2 separate regions of the Sus scrofa genome follow, and region 1 is linked to region 2. The links are chromatin contacts, called in public HiChIP or PLAC-seq maps. All regions are on one chromosome and are shown on one strand. Each heading gives the region's core, a stretch centred on a gene start, on an enhancer-like site or on the middle of the called end of the contact. The rest is flanking DNA. Distances are from core to core; before and after follow the strand shown. Region 1 overlaps DPYSL2 (dihydropyrimidinase-related protein 2). Region 2 has its middle 17 kb from the start of PPP2R2A.

Region 1 (4,580 bases), core at 105-2,604, 320 kb after region 2:
TCATGTTGAAAGGAGTTCTGACACCCAGTGGTGTGGTGAAGTGGGAACCCTGATAGGCATTTACATTGGTGGCTGTTCTGGAGGGAAGAAAGAATACTCTCTAACAGGAACTTTAAATTTCTGTAAACAAAAAAAAATGTTCATACCCCTTGAGCCAGAATAATCTGTGTGCAAGCATTTAGTTCTCGGGATGTTCACTATAACACTCATTATGAGAAAAAATTAGAAACAGCCTAAATGACCGAAATAAGTGATTGATTAAGTAAATGATCGCCACTTCTAGGACAAAATGGTATGGAGTCAGTAGAAAATATTTGCTGAAATCGGCATGCTCACAGTATATTGATGGAAAAAAGCAGGCCTTGACCACTAAGTCTAATTCGATTCTACCTTGTTTTAAAAAAGAGCCTCATGGAAGTATAACTTACATGCTGTAAAGTTATGATTCTACTTTCATAAGGAATGTGTGTGTGTGTGTGTGCGCGCGCGTGCACGCGTAAGTAGTTAGGAAAAACTTTGCATAGGCATAGATCAACATATGAATAGCGATTTTCTTTGGATGATGGAATAACACAGTTTTGTTTCTTTCCTCAGTTCTTTCTGGTTTTCCAAGTTTCTGGCATGTACATGCTTTTTCACCTAAAGGAATTGTATAAAAAGAAAATTCCCTTGGAGCTACCGTTTTCATCTGCCTTGCTATCTCTTACCCCTGTCATTCCTGGAAGGAAGAGGACATAATATGAGGAAGTGTTTGAAGTGATGCACAGCCGTGGGGGTGGTGTTTGTGTAGAACCTGAACTCTCCACTACCACGACGTTGGAAAGTGTGGTTAATGCTTCCCGAACAACTGGGGCCCTTGTCAAGCTTAAACTTTGTTGTCCAGATACACTGGCTGTTAGTCAGAGTCTTATTAATCTACTAGAGGGGAAAAAAGACCCATTGAGCAGCCAACCCTCAGTCCAAGATTTGAAACACATCATGGTACAATGGCTGTGGTTCAGACTCCAGAGATGTTATGCTATGTTTTTGAATTCAGTCCAGGTTCCTAGGAGGAAAACACCCGTCAATTATGTTGGCTCTCGATAGATCCCAGTCAACACATGACATCACCAGCTCTTCCTTCCCTGCCCGCCTTTATTTGGAGGGGATGCAAGGGGAATTGTGCAACCTTGGAATAAACAGAACAGAGACCAGATTCCCCTTTTGTTTGTGGGTTTGAGCTCCTGCCGGATAGCTGCTAGTTTCTTTACCGTCCACAGTGAGGCTGTGTCACAGCAGCTTTGTATAAGGGAGCAGTGGTTGCTCAGGGGCTAATCAGAGCCCTGCGTCCGTGTCCACGTCATTTCTCGTTTGAACTTGGGACTCTCGTCTTTATTGTTCCTTGGTGTGTGAGTGACGTCCTGAATTACAATAGGTACGAACAGCACACTCTTTCAGCGCGTATTTTCACAGAAAGGTTATTGTCCTCAGATCCTAGGGTTTGTTTGAGTATCTGCTTCCATAGGAATGTAAACACGACCCTGTTTGATGAAGTTGCTCGTTCTTTCCCATTGTTGGCAAAGACCTCGGGGCTTGGGCTGGAGCTTTGTGACACAGTTCTTCACGTTTTGTTATGTCAGGGCGTGCGTTTCTGTCGATCTCGAATTAGGAAGCCTTAGGAAGCCGCAAGCCCTTGAGTTTCTAGTCAGATTCCCTTCCTGACAAGGAAGCAGCAGGAAGAAAAACAGACAGCCCCCGTCTTTGCACGTGAATGCCGTGTGGTGTGACTTGAATTTTTTCATGATGTTCCACACAGCCCTGTCATCTCATATTTTTGGCAAGCCGGCCCTGAATCTGTGGTCTGGTAGTCCCAGGCAACCCAAAGCTGAGACAAACAGAGGAAGTGTCATTACTCACATGCTTCCCCAGCCACCTCATCCTGGCCCGACGCGGCCAGCTGCCGCCCACTTTGAGGTGGGGCTCCTCAGAGCCAGGCCAGCCCAGCCCCACACTGAGTCCCTTTAGGTTGTCCCCCGGCCCTCCTTACTTTCCTGCATGCTTTCCTTCATTGGTTTGTAGTCTGGAATTTATTTATGGCCGACTTTGTGAAGTCTCCTCTCTTTTCTTTCTCTCTTTTTACTTTTTTGCTTTTTAGGGTCATACCCATGGCATAGGGAGGTTCCCAGGCTAGGGGTCAAATCAGAGCTACAGCGGCCGGCCTGCATCACAGCCTCAGCAACACCAGATCTGAGCTGCGTCTGAGACCTACACCACACACAGCTCATGGCAACTCCGGATCCTTAACCCACTGAGCCAGGCCAGGGATCCAGCTTGCATCCTCATGCATACTAGTTGGGTTTGTAAACTTTTGAGCCACAATGGGAACGCCACCTCCGTTTTCTTAACAGCAGCCTGGAGGCCACGGGAAGCAGAGTAGGGGACTTGCCTCCCCCGACCCCCATCATATGCAGGCAGGCATATGCGCGCGCACGCACGCACGCACGCACACACAAACACGCACATGCCCTGTGGTCATCATCCTGGTGCCTGGGGCCAAGGATGCTGAAGGAAGGGGGTCTGTTCGGGAAATCTGCCGCTCCTAGGGGCTGCCTCTGCTTCCAACTCTTAGGAAACTCACCTCCTGCTCTCCCCTGGAAGGAGAAAGGGGAGAACCAGGTCACTGACCCCAGCCTGCAGTTACCAAATCCCTTAGGGGATTTTGAAAATAAAAATCATTTCCATATTCTAAAAGCCTGCTGGGGAGTTATTGCCGTGATGTTTCCTGGATAAGGTCAGGTTTCTTTGCTTGCGATTGGAATTTTACAAGGACTTTGTAAATGATGATCATTTGTGTTTTCCGCTCTGCTTGGCCGTTTTTCTTGCATTTGATTGAAAATAGAATGGATGCATTTCTTTATGCCTAATACGTTCCATTTGATTGGAAAATTGTTTCCATCATGGAGACCCAGGGTCGGGAGGGGTGTGGGGAAGGAGGTTCCCGGGGAGGTGAAAAGTCTCTATTTATGTCTGTTGACAGAGGGTCTCTGTGATTCTTCCTGCTCTGGCATTTACTGTCTTTTACTTTATGACCAATGCCTACTTGCTGGGTAAACAGGACAGATTTGTTTTGCTTGGTTGAGTCTTATTCAGTTTTATGTGAAGACCGTTTGCCTAAATGAATAAATTAAAACTCCATGCCTTTCTTGTGGCACCTCGGGCTTCCTCCTCTCAATTATGCCTTTATCTGCCTCCCTCCTGCGCTCTGTCACTCTTCGTGGTTCTCCACCTGAGCCCCCTCCTGAGCCCTGCCCCTGCCGCCTGGTCCGTGGGCAGCCCTAGAGGGCGCCTTTGGCCCCACGATGCCCAAACGCTGAGCCCTTTCGCATTAGACCACAAAGCACAGCAGAGCATTTGCAGAAGACTGACTTCGTGCCAGGAATTAGGTCAAGCAGCCCTCTGTGCTCAAGACAATCCTCTTTTACTTTCAATTTATTTAACAAATGCTTATGTAAGACCCACTCTGCCAGGGACTGTTGGGAGCCCTTTACAAACACCACTTCGTGCCAACCCTGTGAGGAGGTACTATTATCTCCATTTCACAGATAAGAAAAACTGAGACCCAGAGAGGGTGAGGGATCCTGAGTCGTACAGCTAGTGGGTGGCAGAGCTGAGGTGCCCACTCAGGCAGTCTGACCGCAGAGCTCATGCTTTTGATCCCTATATGCTGAAGTAGCCATGGTTGCTGTTCTTATTTTGCAGATGGGGAAACTGAGGCACGGGGTGGGGTGGTTTAAGTCACTTGCCTAAGGCCCTAGAACTAGTCAGTGGCGGTGCCTGGATTCAACCCACAACAGCTGAGCTTGGAACCAGAGCCCCAAACTTGTGCAGTCAGTGCCCTGTGGGGTTTCCTCCTGCCCTGTTTGCAGCACACTTGGTGTGGACCGTTATAGCACTGCAGACCGTTCCCACACAGCACTTACTGGTTCTAAAAACTTACTGGCTCCCTCACATTTTTTTTTCCTCCGTGAACATGAGCCTATTTTGCTGGTGGAGTGGAGGCCCCATTGTTTGAGGGGGCCTTTGAGAGCCAACCAGCTGCCGGGCCTGTGAAGTCCCTGTCGGTCTGTGAGAATCCCCAGGACTTCAGGAGGCTTTAGCCGAATTCCAGGATGCAGATGCTAGCCTGAAGCAAATTTTGTGTCTCTCCCACCAGTGCGGGGATGTGAGATGCCATAAAGTTGGCCTGTTTCCAGACTAAGTCTCAGAATGCCTGTCTCGTTTCAGGAAACAGAGCCCTCTCCCACAGTTAGCCAACGATTTCAACATCTCTCAGAGAAATTCTACATGGGCCTGGGATTGGAAGCTTTGTTTTCTGAGGACTTTGGCTGGAATTTTCACCTTTGGCTTTCCTGGCCTGCTCCCTGGGCCACAATTTCATCATCCTGCTTTGGGACTGGCACTTCCTATTCAGTGTCTGTCTGTCTGTCTGTGAGCATTACACGGAGCTGAGAGAAAGCACAGCTTTGCTCTGTGTACCTCGAGGCTCAGGGGCTTGGGCTACTGCCTTGTCTAGTCTTGTCTGTTAACCAGGTGGCCTTAGG
Region 2 (4,425 bases), core at 179-2,678:
TACTATGTGCCAGTCGCTGCCTATGCTGGACCTCATCTCTAAGAGACCCAAACTTGCAAGCCTCCCAGTTCCCTTTAAAAGCTGGAAAAGAAAATATAAAAATATAAACTTGTCTTCCATCTCGTCGCAGGAGATGAGTCAGCAGAACAGGAAATTCTCCTTGCACAAGCCCTTCTGATCCCGTGGGCTGGGTGTGTGCGGTATCGAGCGAGGGCTGGGAAGGGGAACCGGCTTCTCTACTGCAACCACTTTGAAAGGTGAACAATGCGAGCTGGCCGGTGAGTTGAGGAGTGTTGACACACACCTGGCCAATGAGAACGGTCTTGACACGTTTGGGGGAAAAGCTCAGCCGCTTCCAAATAAGGAACAGGGCAAATAAGGAAACTGGCTGTGGCCAGAGTCTAGGTGGCTTCAGAACAAGAGGTTGGAGGAGTTACCGCCTGTGAAACTCAAAAGGCACCTGAGCGGCAAGCTGGGCTCTCTGGATGTTTGAGGAAAGAGCCATTTAGGGCGGGGTTCAGGGAAGGCCCTTATATGCCACAAAATCTCTCACGGTGCAATCCCTTGCAGCGCAATTCTGCACATGCAGTGAATTACAGGAGGAAGGAGAGCTTGGGTTGGGGAAATGCCTGCCTGACGGAGCCACCTCTGACCCTATATCTAATAGTAGAGCAAAGTCCACCGGGGACCCAAGCCGCAGCCTAGGCTCTGCTCCCTGCCAGCTGTGAGCCTGGGAATAAGTCATTTAATCTCTGCGGGCCCCGTTTTTCTCCCCTGCAGAAAGTCAAACACAATAAGCTAGCTCGCCATATCTAAATGCTGTCGCTCTTGTACAAACGTAAATTGGTTTAGCCTTAAGCCCACTTTTTGCTTTCCTTCCATGACTTTTCCAGTGAGATCATGAGGGAGAAATAGCTGAGTGTGGCTGCTAGCAAAATCAGGACTCTTTAAAATAGCTATTCTGTGGGAATCAGGCCCGTGTGTGTGTGTGTGTGTGTGTGTGTGTGTGTGTGTGTGTACACATTTCCATTGGGTGAGGCTGCGGAGAAGGGCCACGCATTGAGCCAGGTCTAAATGTTTCAGCTTTGCAGAAAAATAAATGCTGCAAGATTGAGGAGTGAGATTTTTGCATAGGAGAAGGAGGTGGGGGAGGGGTAAATGTGCTGAGATTCCAGCACTGAATTAAAAAAAGGATGAGGACGCAGTTAGAAGGATAGGCTGCCAAGGAGCCAAGAAGTAAAAATATGCGGGGGTTTTAAATAGGGTGTAGCCAGAGCCGGTTAAATCCTACTCTTCCACTCCGACTGGCCTTCCCCTCACCCCACCCGGCCCCATTCTAAATTCTTTCAAGGCTCAGCTCCCTCCTCCCCCCCACCTCCCCCGCAGAGAAATGATATAGGAGCCGGGAGGAAGTGACACATTTTCCTGCTTGAATGGAGCAGGGCCCTGCAGCAGCCTCTCGGCAATCGTCAGCAGGCTTATCTCACCCCGGCCATCGCAGGCGCCTGGTTCCTCAAACAATGCTTTCCTCTGGCTGAACCCTGGGTGATGACTCGCACGCCTCAGAAAGCTCCATGCTTAGAGGTTCAGGGCACCCTGTGCACGGTGGTTCACGTTCCTTTCGAGTGCAACTTTCTATCAATAATCCAGCACAGAAGGTCGTGCCTAGAGCTTGCTTAGGCTGGTGAAGGTGACCTCGGGAAATTCAGGACCCTTGGGAGGAGGGATGGAAGAATCTTAAGGTTGGAGGTCTTGGAGATCTGAATTTATGCTGTGTGACTCTGGGCAAGTCTCTCAGCCTCTCTGAACCTCGGTATCTTCCTCTGTAAGAGGAAAGGGATTGGTAATAACTGCCTTGAAGGTTTGAATCAGGCTTTAATAAGCTACCGAGCAGAATAATAGATATATAAAGAAGTTCATTTCCCTTCCCCTCCCATCTTGGGTTCCCTCTAACCACCAGTCCAACCCACACTCCTATTTGCCTACCCCTTAATGGCACTTTTTATTAGTACTTTACCAGCTTTGCAATTCATTTCACGCAGTGGTATTGCAGTTGAATCACTGAGGCCTCCTTCCCTCAGTGATACTGAAAACTTAAATCAGCATTCCAGTCTTACATCTCATTAGTAACTCCCAACTGACTAACTAAATGCTATACCAACAGAATAATAAAACGACATAAAAACAGAAAGTGATGTAAAAACCATCATGGGCATGAAGGCCTCTGGTTCCCCCTGTTCCCACTTCTGTTTTGGTCCTGCCTCATGTGTATTTCTACTATACAGAATTTATATTATTGTGTTGTAATTACCTATTTCCATATTTGTCCCTCACTGCACAATAAGCTCCTGGAAGGCAGGGACGGTGCCTCTTTTATCTTTGCATTTTCAGAATTTAGCTTAACAAAATACATGATAGGTCCGTAATAACTGAATGAATTACTTGGAACAAACCATTAAGCTAGTAGATTAGGTCCTAACCTGTCCCCCATAGTCTCCGCCCAGGAAACAGTGCCTGGCACATATCAAACACTCAACAAAAGTGTTGAATGAAGGCCTTGCGACTTTCCCAGGCTGCAACTTTGTCATCTGTAGAAAGTTGGTTCAAGGGGGGGTGTCCATGGACTGAATTGGTGGTTCTCAAATCCTGGTTCTCCAGTGGGTCACAGAAGAATCTCAATGAGATTTTAAAAGACACAGTTTCCTAGACTCCATTTCAGAATGATTCAGGAGGTCTCAGCTAAGATCTGCTAATTTGTAGTTAAAAAAAGAGAAAAGCTTTGCAGATGATTCTGGTACAGGACAAAAGGTGGGCCTCACTAAAGCAGCTTTTTCTAATGTTCTCAGTAAGATTTGATATATCATTTTGACTGTTTTTAGAAGACTGCAGATCATCAGAGTGGTTTACTGGGCTGATATAATATGAATATAAAGAATTTGATTTAAATGAATGGTGCCTCAGGCATACTAGCAATTATACACCTTTAAATTAATTTTTTTTTTTTTTTTTTTTTTTTTTTTTTTTTTGCTCTTTAGAGCTGCACCTGTGGCATATGGAAGTTCCCAGACTAAGGTTCAAATGTGAGCTGTAGCTGTCAGCCTATGTCACATCCACTGCAACGCCAGATCAAAGCCACATCTGCAAACTACACCATAGTTCACAGTGACACCAGATCCTTAACTCACTGAGCAAGGCCAGGGATCAAACTCCACATCCTCATGGATACTGGTTGGGTTATTAATACATGGAGCCACAACAGGAACTCATTTTTGAAAAGAAATAAGGACATAGTGCACATGTCTTTATGTTCAAAATAACAGATTTATGACATTTTTTTTTTCTGAATTTCTGAACCACACAGCTTCTTAGAAGGCAGAGAGCATAGTTTCCAAGTTAAATAAAAATAAGTTATTCTAGGTAAACAACACAATGTCATCAATTATTCAGACAACTGTCAGCTGGCTGACTTCAAGGCAGGGTGAGGACCTGAATAGTCATACCTGGCCTTAATGCATGTGCCACAAAACTCTAAAGGTACCAGGGGGAGGGTTTTGTTTTTCTTCCAGGGCAAGCTCTCCTTTGGTGGTCACAGGACTGATTTATATTTCATCAAGTAGGTAAGAAGTCTGCTCTAACTGTGGAATTATTCAACTCTTCTCCAAGGATGGTTGAATATGCCTTTTTTTTTTTTTCCCCTTTTCTTTTCAGGGTTGCACAAAAAGCAATATGTCTCTTGCCTAATCAATTATATTCCTTCCTGAATTAACTCCTGATGTTCCTTGCCAGCTTTTAATTTAGGGGGGTTTCTCCTTCTTAATTTATAAGGTATCTAGCTTTCACCTTTTCTTTTTTTCTTTTTTAGGTCTGCACTTGTGGCATGTGGAAGTTCCCAGGCTAGAGGCTGAATCAGAGCTGCAGCTGCTGGCCTACACCCCAGCCACAGCAATGCCAGATCCGAGACCTGTGCCACAGCTTGTAGCAACACCAGATCCTTAACCCATTGAGGGAGGGCAGGGATCAAACATGTATCCTCATGGATGCTAGTCGGGTTCTTAACCTGCTGAGCTATAACTGGAACTCCTGAATACACCTTTTAGATTGATGTCCCAGATAGCCAACTGGATGGCTGGTCCATTCATCCTCATCACAGGTGAAATAGGCTAATCAGATAACAAAGACCACTTCTACTTCCCCACAATTTTTTTTTCTCTCTCTCTCTCACAGGTCAATATTTTGCTTTTTGTTTTTTTCTTGTTTTGGGGGTGGGGGGCACACCTGTGGCATAGGGAAGTTCCCAGGCTAGGGATCAAATTGAAGCAGTAGCTGCCGGCCTATGCCACAGCCACAGCAACTCAGAATCTGAGTAGTGTCTGTGACCTACACCACAGCTCTCAGCAATGCCAGATCTTTAACCCACTGAGCGAG

Evidence for each region. HiChIP or PLAC-seq counts read pairs in DNA pulled down with a chosen protein or histone mark.
Region 1: an H3K27ac HiChIP or PLAC-seq map of alveolar macrophages shows a contact between it and region 2. The contact joins two enhancer-like sites. A contact is called at or near these places in 1 of 47 Hi-C or Micro-C datasets (embryonic fibroblasts) and 1 of 2 datasets of contacts at active chromatin or transcription factors (alveolar macrophages).

Annotation. Positions count from the first base shown.
Region 1 is chr14:10,496,812-10,501,391 of Sscrofa11.1, forward strand. All of the region lies in intron 3 of DPYSL2 (dihydropyrimidinase-related protein 2), which reads left to right. Among named protein-coding and RNA genes, the nearest start is that of DPYSL2, 71 kb to the left of the region's middle. Within about 2 kb of position 1,355, at least 57 of the 83 cell types and tissues checked have an H3K27ac peak or open chromatin away from gene starts, as enhancers often do. A contact at or near this core is called in alveolar macrophages and embryonic fibroblasts, where this site is marked.
Region 2 is chr14:10,176,448-10,180,872 of Sscrofa11.1, forward strand. No RefSeq gene overlaps it. Among named protein-coding and RNA genes, the nearest start is that of PPP2R2A, 17 kb to the right of the region's middle. Within about 2 kb of position 1,429, at least 69 of the 83 cell types and tissues checked have an H3K27ac peak or open chromatin away from gene starts, as enhancers often do. A contact at or near this core is called in alveolar macrophages and embryonic fibroblasts, where this site is marked.